Linked DNA regions of Mus musculus: region 2 is linked to region 1. The links are chromatin contacts, called in public Hi-C maps. All regions are on one chromosome and are shown on one strand. The core of a region is the stretch at or near the end of the contact, and the rest is flanking DNA. Distances in the headings are between cores, read along the strand shown. Region 1 overlaps T2 (brachyury 2). Region 2 holds the start of T (brachyury, T-box transcription factor T).

The links. A called contact is a pair of places that touch in the nucleus more often than the background predicts.
Region 2: a Hi-C map of stem cell-derived cardiac mesoderm shows a contact between it and region 1, with 2.0 times the contacts expected there. The contact joins the promoter of T here to the enhancer-like site in region 1. A contact is called at or near these places in 5 of 39 promoter capture datasets (the HPC-7 cell line, cranial neural crest, epiblast stem cells and 2 more), 6 of 15 datasets of contacts at CTCF or cohesin (embryonic stem cells, large pre-B cells, pro-B cells and 1 more), 61 of 484 Hi-C or Micro-C datasets (the 63-12 cell line, 8-cell embryo, the C10 cell line and 22 more), 11 of 115 datasets of contacts at active chromatin or transcription factors (the 230-238 cell line, the HPC-7 cell line, embryonic stem cells and 1 more) and 3 of 9 other capture datasets (adipose tissue, liver and pancreatic islet).

The regions. Positions count from the first base shown.
Region 1 is chr17:8,394,856-8,398,528 of GRCm38.p6, forward strand. T2 (brachyury 2) reads left to right here. Exons shown (of 11, transcript NM_001161832.1): 5 at 1,906-2,019. Among named protein-coding and RNA genes, the nearest start is that of Gm16702, 7.2 kb to the left of the region's middle. Within about 2 kb of position 1,631, at least 25 of the 459 cell types and tissues checked have an H3K27ac peak or open chromatin away from gene starts, as enhancers often do. A contact at or near this core is called in second pharyngeal arch cranial neural crest, stem cell-derived cardiac mesoderm and stem cell-derived primordial germ cell-like cells, where this site is marked.
Region 2 is chr17:8,432,815-8,436,487 of GRCm38.p6, forward strand. T (brachyury, T-box transcription factor T) reads left to right here and starts at 1,609. Exons shown (of 8, transcript NM_009309.2): 1 at 1,609-1,922; 2 at 2,377-2,641; 3 at 3,297-3,431. The coding sequence starts at 1,717. It overlaps LOC115486424, which reads left to right. Exons shown (of 3, transcript XM_030250191.1): 2 at 631-686; 3 at 891-1,714. The coding sequence starts at 675. The coding sequence ends at 1,676. RefSeq lists a promoter at 1,066-1,724.

The DNA.
Region 1 (3,673 bases), core at 381-2,880:
TTTGCCTGCATGTATGTCTGTGTGAGGGTGTCAGGTCCCCGGAACTGGAGTTGTAGACAGCTGTGAACTACTGTGTGGGTGCTGGGAATTGAACCTGCATCCTCTGGGAGAGCAGTCAGTGCTTTTAACTGCTGAGCCATCTGTCTCTCCAGTCCAAGATATATACTTCTTAATGCTATATTAGTCATTAATCAGTTTTTTAGATTTTTTAAAATTTAGTTTATATGTGCAAGTGTTTTGCCTGCATAGATGTGAGGACACCAGGAACGTACACTGTCACACTGTCTGTAGAGGCCAGAAGACCTGTCAGATCTTCTGGAAATGGATCACAAACACTTGGGAGCCTCTTTTTTTTTTTTTTTTTTTCTTTTCGAGACAGGGTTTCTCTGTGTAGCCCTTGCTGTCTTGGAACTCACTCTGTAGACCAGGCTGGCCTCGAACTCAGAAATCTGCCTGCCTCTGCCTCCCAAGTGCTGGGATTAGAGGTGTGTGCCACCACTGCCTGGCTTGTGAGCCTCCTAATGGGCTCTGAAAACCAAACCCAGGTCCTCTGGTGAAACAGCAGCTGCCTTTAATATCTGAGTCATTTCTCCATCCCATGACCTCTAACCCTTTATCCTCTCATCTTAGCTGGGATGACAGGGCTGTATCACCATATCCAACTTCAACTCAGTAGCTTTCTATGGAATGTTCATCATGGTTATTATTATAACCTCCGAATTTAAATGGGGCTTACTTAAAGGACCATCTGTAATAATTAAAGGGCTTTGGGGAAAGACTCTGGATGATGAACTAGAAATAAGCAGTGTCCTGGGTGTTTGAAGAGCAGAACCCTGGTCCTTGGACACTGTCTTGGTTAATCTGCCCTCTAAGCCTGGGAAGTGGAGAACTTGAAATTTTTAGCAGACTCACATTAGAGGGGAAGAAAAGGATAATGGGACAAGCTGGTCACACATGTCACCATGTACCATGGGTACAGATTGGCCCTGGATCCAAACCCAGCCTACCACTAAACCCATAGGCTGGGCTATGTGCTGTCTCCCCAAACTGGGGGTTACCCAGCGCATGTAGGACACTTCTCATGGACAATGACTGTGAGTTTATGATTCAAACAATGTATTTATTTTACGTGTATGTGAGTACACTGTCTCTGTCTTCAGACACACCAGAAGAGGGCATCAGATTTCATTAGAGATAGTTGTGAGCCACCATGTGGTTGCTGGGACTTAAACTCAGGACCTCTGGAAGAGTAGCCAGTGCTCTTAACCACTGAGCCCCATATTTGTGTATTTTTAAGAATGCATTTTATTGCTTATGTGTATGTGTGTTTGCATGTGCATATGCATGAGGGTGCCTGAGGAGGAGACCAGGAGACGTGTCAGGTCCCCCAGAGCTGGACTCACAGCGAGTTCTGGGAACTAAACTCTGGTCCCTTATAAGAACAGCAAGCTCTCTTAGCCACTGAGCCATCATTTTTCCAGCCTCCAATGTCAAAATGTATGAGTAATTCATTGTCTTTTATGCCTGAGAGGCCTTCCTCAAATTGCTTTCTGCTGTGTGACTCTTCGCCTCCCTGCTGAGGAAAGTCAGGTGAATTTGAAATTAGTTTCCATACTGAGGCTGATGCAGCTCACACCAAACTGTGAGAAAGTGCCCCTCCCCTCCTTTAATCTGGCCTGGCCCACAGGAGGCCAAGCTCCTGTTTGGTCTGAAGGAGCAAGGCACACACATCTGCGATCCACATGGTGACTCAGGAGGCCGCCAGGAGGAGGGGGTGTTCACAGCAAGGTGAGAAAACATAAAGCTGAAATGAGACTCTTTTAAACATGAAAAGGAGAAGAAGTGCCTCTGAAATTAAATCCAAAATGAATTTAAGGTAATGGCCGACATCTTGTCAACAAGCAGGACCATCCAGGGAGAGAACAGGAAGTTGTGGAGGATGGCCCGGAGAAGGAGAGGATAAAACAGGGCCCGCACCAACCTGGCTTGGATCCACCCAAGCATCGAGGGGACACAGCGGTACGTTTTCACAGCGTGTGCACGTGTGCGCGCATGCGGGCTTACGAAGTTATCGAACGCCATGGTGCTCGATGTGACGGGTTTTGATTAGAGGTGTGATTTGGAGATTCGGGTTGGTGTGTCCTGAAGTCGATGCTGAATGAGGTGTAACTGCCAAGACACAGATCTTTTGAATTAGGGTTTCCATGGTGCCTGTAATGTGGGTGCACTTAAGCCTGACTGCGTGGACCAGAAGCAACATCCCACGGGGAAAGCTGTGTCTCCCCTCACCTGCAGAGATACACAGGCAAGATGCCAAAGGAGTTGGTTCAGAAAGCCCAAAAGCAGCCCTCTGTCTCTCTGCCGTGTCTATCCACTGTGGGGACTGTCCACGCCACTGTGGAAAGATGGTACTTCCCGTTTTTTGTTCACCGGGGACCACTGTCACCTCCTTGGTGTTGCTTTGCTGTCACACAGTGTGCTCCCATTGACCTTTGCCAGTTGAGGGGTCAATTTGACCTGTTAAAGGAGATAGCTGGTGTTTTTTGCAGGAAACCGCAGCTTGGGTCAGCTTAGCTGATGATCAAATGCAGACCGCCTCCTGGGGGTGTTCTGTACATACCTGTCCTAGAGCAAGTGGCCCTTTCACAGGAAAGTGGCACAGAGGGCTACTCTTCACACAGGTAGGACTGTAGGCCTAAAGTCCACCAGTCCTATAGGACCTGCTACATGTATGACTGAGTGATATGGATTAGTGACCCTGGGTTATGTTAGAATGTAAATCCTCAGGCCGTCCTCACTTCTGAGCCTGAAACTGTGGGCGTGGGCCAACCTCCAGGGACTTCTGGTGTAAGAACTGAGGCTTGAGACCCCAGCTAGGCTCCAGCTCAGCTCAGACATTACACATCCGCATTGAATTGGGAGCTCTGCTCTGGAGCTGTTAGGACAGATTGCCTGACTTCTTTGTTTTGCACACCAGCCCTGCGTGACACCTCAGGTTTTCCTGTCACCCTTCCCTGGCCTTGCATGGTGAATGGCAAAATACATTCAACTGACTTACTTGTTCACTGGCGGATCTCCCCCTACTCCACCCCACCCCCACCCCGTCCTGGAACCTAGGGTCAATGGGACATACTAGGGAATTAATCAGTTGTCCTTACATTGGGTTTTGAGACAAAGGTCTCACTAGTCTGTCTCCCAGACTGGCCTTCTTGCCTCAGCCTCCTAAGTAGCTGGTACTGTGGGTGTGGCCCACTCCAGCAGTCTCTGCAAAAGACTCAGCAATGCTGGTGGCTTTGGTTTTCAATGGTAAGACCTCCCCTTGGTAACAAGTTGCTCTGTTACTGAGCATATACATCAGTCACCATCCCCCCAGTACACATGAGGCCAAGTTGCTTTGTCGTGCTGAAGCTAAGTCTGTGAGCTTATATGGAATGTGTAAGGGACAGAGGCCACAGGATTTAAAAGACCCTAGTGTGGAAAGCAGAGGCAGACTTAGACTGTGTGTGTGTGTGTGTGTGTGTGTATGTGTATGTGTGTGTGTGTGTGTGTGTGTGTGTGTGTGTGTGTGTGTGTGATCGCTGCTGTAAGTCCATGTTGTGTTGCAGTCAAGGAATATCTGAGGCCCATTTCTCACACTTCTGAAGGCTGGGAGGTCCAAAGCCAAGGGTCATCC
Region 2 (3,673 bases), core at 359-2,858, 38 kb after region 1:
GATTTATTCCTAGTTCCAGGAAGTCTCAGGCCTTAGCGTCCCCGAGGGTAGAAAAGGTGAAATCTCCCTTGTATACTTCTGCAAACCCACAACACAAACTGGCTGGTGCTCATTGCAGGAGGGTCGGGGTTGGGCGCAAATGAGAGCCTTTTGGTGTCTGTAGAAAGAAGTGTCCCGCTCCTCTAGCCAGAGATTTCTTTATATCCTAGACCACAGAAAAGCAGCCGAACACCCCAGTATTCAGTGGGAAAGGGCAGAGGAGGGTAGTCTAGGGCATCCCACCCCAGAGGTTGGCTCCTGGAAAACCGTCTCTCCCAGAAGTAGGGGCAGGTAGAACCCACAACTCCGACCCCAAAGACTTCCCAGGGAGACTCTCAGAGAGACAACGAACTCAGAATTGAGTGCCCCCACCTGATTCAGGGGCCTCTTCCAAGGAGCTTCGGGATAGGATAGGAGAGTGGAAGACGGGGAAACGGAGGCTGGAACCCAGAGTCTCGTTAAAGAGCTGGGCGCGAGCTCTGGCTTCCTTCCCGCTTCCTGGGCTCCCGTTTTAGAGGAATGTTATTGTTTAAAGAGACCCCATTGAACTATTTCCTGCTCTTTGTCACCTTCCCCTCACTCTCCCGGCAGAGGTTCTCACCGAGAGGCAATAAACCAACTGCTGCCCACACCGCATGGCGAGGCGGGTAGGGAAACGCGCGCAGCATGCGTTCCAACAATCCCCGGCGCAAAGAGACCAGGGACTCCCGGGGCCACATTCGGTGCAGGCGCATCCACCGTCAAAGTCCAGCTTTTATGTGGGACGCGAGGACACCTCCTACTAGGGTCGCTATCTGTTCGTCTATTTCCCTCTCTGGACAGATCCGCATTGAGCTTCCCTCTCCACGCAGGTGAAGGTCGTGGGGGACCTGGATGCCGAGGTGGGAGTTAGTGGCAGTCCATGGGGCGAGGGGACGTGTCCCAAAGCTGCCACACCTGGGGAGGCTGAGGCTTTGGAGAGGTCAAGGAGACCCGGGAGACGCCGATCCGCCGAAGTCCCTCTCAGGTGCGCGCAGCGTGGACACTCCGCGGGGCAAAGTCGCAGGCGCCGGTGTGCGCTTGGACAGCGCGTGGGAGTGGAGAGTTTAGCAGTGGCTCTAGGAGCCAGGGTCCTGGGTGGCTCCAGCCCGGCTTCTCGCCCTCCCTCCCCCAGGGTCCGCCCCGCCGCTTTGATGGAGGTGCAAACATTTGGGGGAGGGCGGGGGTGTCGGGACTGCGCCCGACGCTTTCCTTACAGGAAGCGCGCGCTGGAGCCCATTGTTGGCCCCCAGCCTCCGGGCCCGCCCGGCCAGTCTGATATGGCCGCGCACCGCCAATGGGCAGCTGCTCGGTACTTCAAAGGGTGTCCCGCCCAATCCGCCGCACCCCCCTGCGAGGCCACCTCGGCTGTATTTATGGGGAGGGGACCCATTTTTCTCTTCCCCAGAGACTTACTCTTGTCGCGCCTTGCGGGAGTTCAAGTGGAGCCACGGCTCCCCAGGCCCTCTCCCCCATCCCCGCCCCCTTCCCCCCTCATCCCGATCTCGGTGCTCCTTTGGCGAATGTGCAGGGACCCAGGTGTAATCTTTGGGCTCCGCAGAGTGACCCTTTTTCTTGGAAAAGCGGTGGCGAGAGAAGTGAAGGTGGCTGTTGGGTAGGGAGTCAAGACTCCTGGAAGGTGGAGAGGGTGGCGGGAGGATGAGCTCGCCGGGCACAGAGAGCGCAGGGAAGAGCCTGCAGTACCGAGTGGACCACCTGCTCAGCGCCGTGGAGAGCGAGCTGCAGGCGGGCAGCGAGAAGGGAGACCCCACCGAACGCGAACTGCGAGTGGGCCTGGAGGAGAGCGAGCTGTGGCTGCGCTTCAAGGAGCTAACTAACGAGATGATTGTGACCAAGAACGGCAGGTAGGTGCGTGCTGCAAGCCGGCAGTCTGGGGCCTGGCGAGTGCCCCTCGCCTCGGGGAGAGCATCTTTTCTTCCCAACCGGCCGACTTTGTTTCTTCCCGCTGAGTTAACAGCTCCCCAGAGGATTCCTAAACCTTGGTTTCTCGGGAACTTTCCCCCTGACGAAACCTGAGGAGGAAGGAGGCATTCGAACTCTAGGGTTCCTAGGTGTATACTGGAATGACCAGGTTTGCCTAGGGGGCCGAAACCCTTGGCTAGATTTGTCCCTCTGCTGTCCCGAGAACCCGTGGGCTTAGTGGGGGGAGATGATTTGGTTCCTGAACTGAGAAAGTTCAGGCAAAGATGCTTGCGAGACCGGTTGCCGGGGTCCTCCTCTTTGGCCGGCATCAAACACTTAGTGCAGGCTCCCCCTCTCCAACGGATGGGTCCTCCTGCCGTGCGCTGTCTTTTCCAGGAGGATGTTCCCGGTGCTGAAGGTAAATGTGTCAGGCCTGGACCCCAATGCCATGTACTCTTTCTTGCTGGACTTCGTGACGGCTGACAACCACCGCTGGAAATATGTGAACGGGGAGTGGGTACCTGGGGGCAAACCAGAGCCTCAGGCGCCCAGCTGCGTCTACATCCACCCAGACTCGCCCAATTTTGGGGCCCACTGGATGAAGGCGCCTGTGTCTTTCAGCAAAGTCAAACTCACCAACAAGCTCAATGGAGGGGGACAGGTAAGCCAGTGCAGAAGACAGCCTCTGGGCCCCAGGCCGAAGGGAAGAGCCTGGCTGGGAGCTTAGAAAGACACCACCAGCCTTTGTCAGCCCCACAGAAGCCACCGTGGCCTCCTTCCCCAATTAAATCTTTAGTACTGTTTATATTAAGCTGATGAGGGTTAAGCAGGGCCTGGCAAAGGGAACTGGGAGTTCTCCCTCACCTTGGAAGGGTTGAAGAAGGCCTGCCGCTTGGGAACTGGCTCTGGCCATAGGTGAGCATTGGTTCCGAATCCTCAGTCACTTTAAAGTCAAAAGGGGACACTGGCTACTCTGCACAAATGTGCACATTCCACCCTTCTGAAAAGTCTTTAATTGGGGCCTGTTTCCAAGAAAACTCACTCCAAGTTGCCACCAAGCCAGGCATTTAAAGTTGTTTGTGGCCTTATGCCGGCAGGGTTTAATGGTGTATAGCGTATCTCCCATCCCAGTTCCAGACCATCTGTGGGAAGCAGATGTGTAAAATGGACCCCATGCCCTCCATACTGCTGGCAGTTTCCTGAAGACTTTCTGTGGCTGGATCCATGTTTCTTCCTGAGCAGTTCCTGTGGATGCTGCTGCGGTATTAAGGTAGGCCTGCACGCAGGTCTGCATTCTTGCTCTGTATCTCCTGCAGATCATGTTAAACTCCTTGCATAAGTATGAACCTCGGATTCACATCGTGAGAGTTGGGGGCCCGCAACGCATGATCACCAGCCACTGCTTTCCCGAGACCCAGTTCATAGCTGTGACTGCCTACCAGAATGAGGAGGTGAGGTTTCGGAAGGGAGTCCCCCTACCCTGCCTGTCCTGGGAACTGGGAGATAGAACCACAGTACTGAAGACAGGCAAGATTTAGTTCCCATTTACCACTTCTGTGGCTAAGAGGAAAAAACTTTAAAATACTCATTCGAGCATGTTGCTAATCTCAACAGAGCACACGTCTATGAAAGAAGCATAAACCACAACTTCACGGTTTTAAGATCTGGAGAGGAGAGGGGACAGCTCTTGATC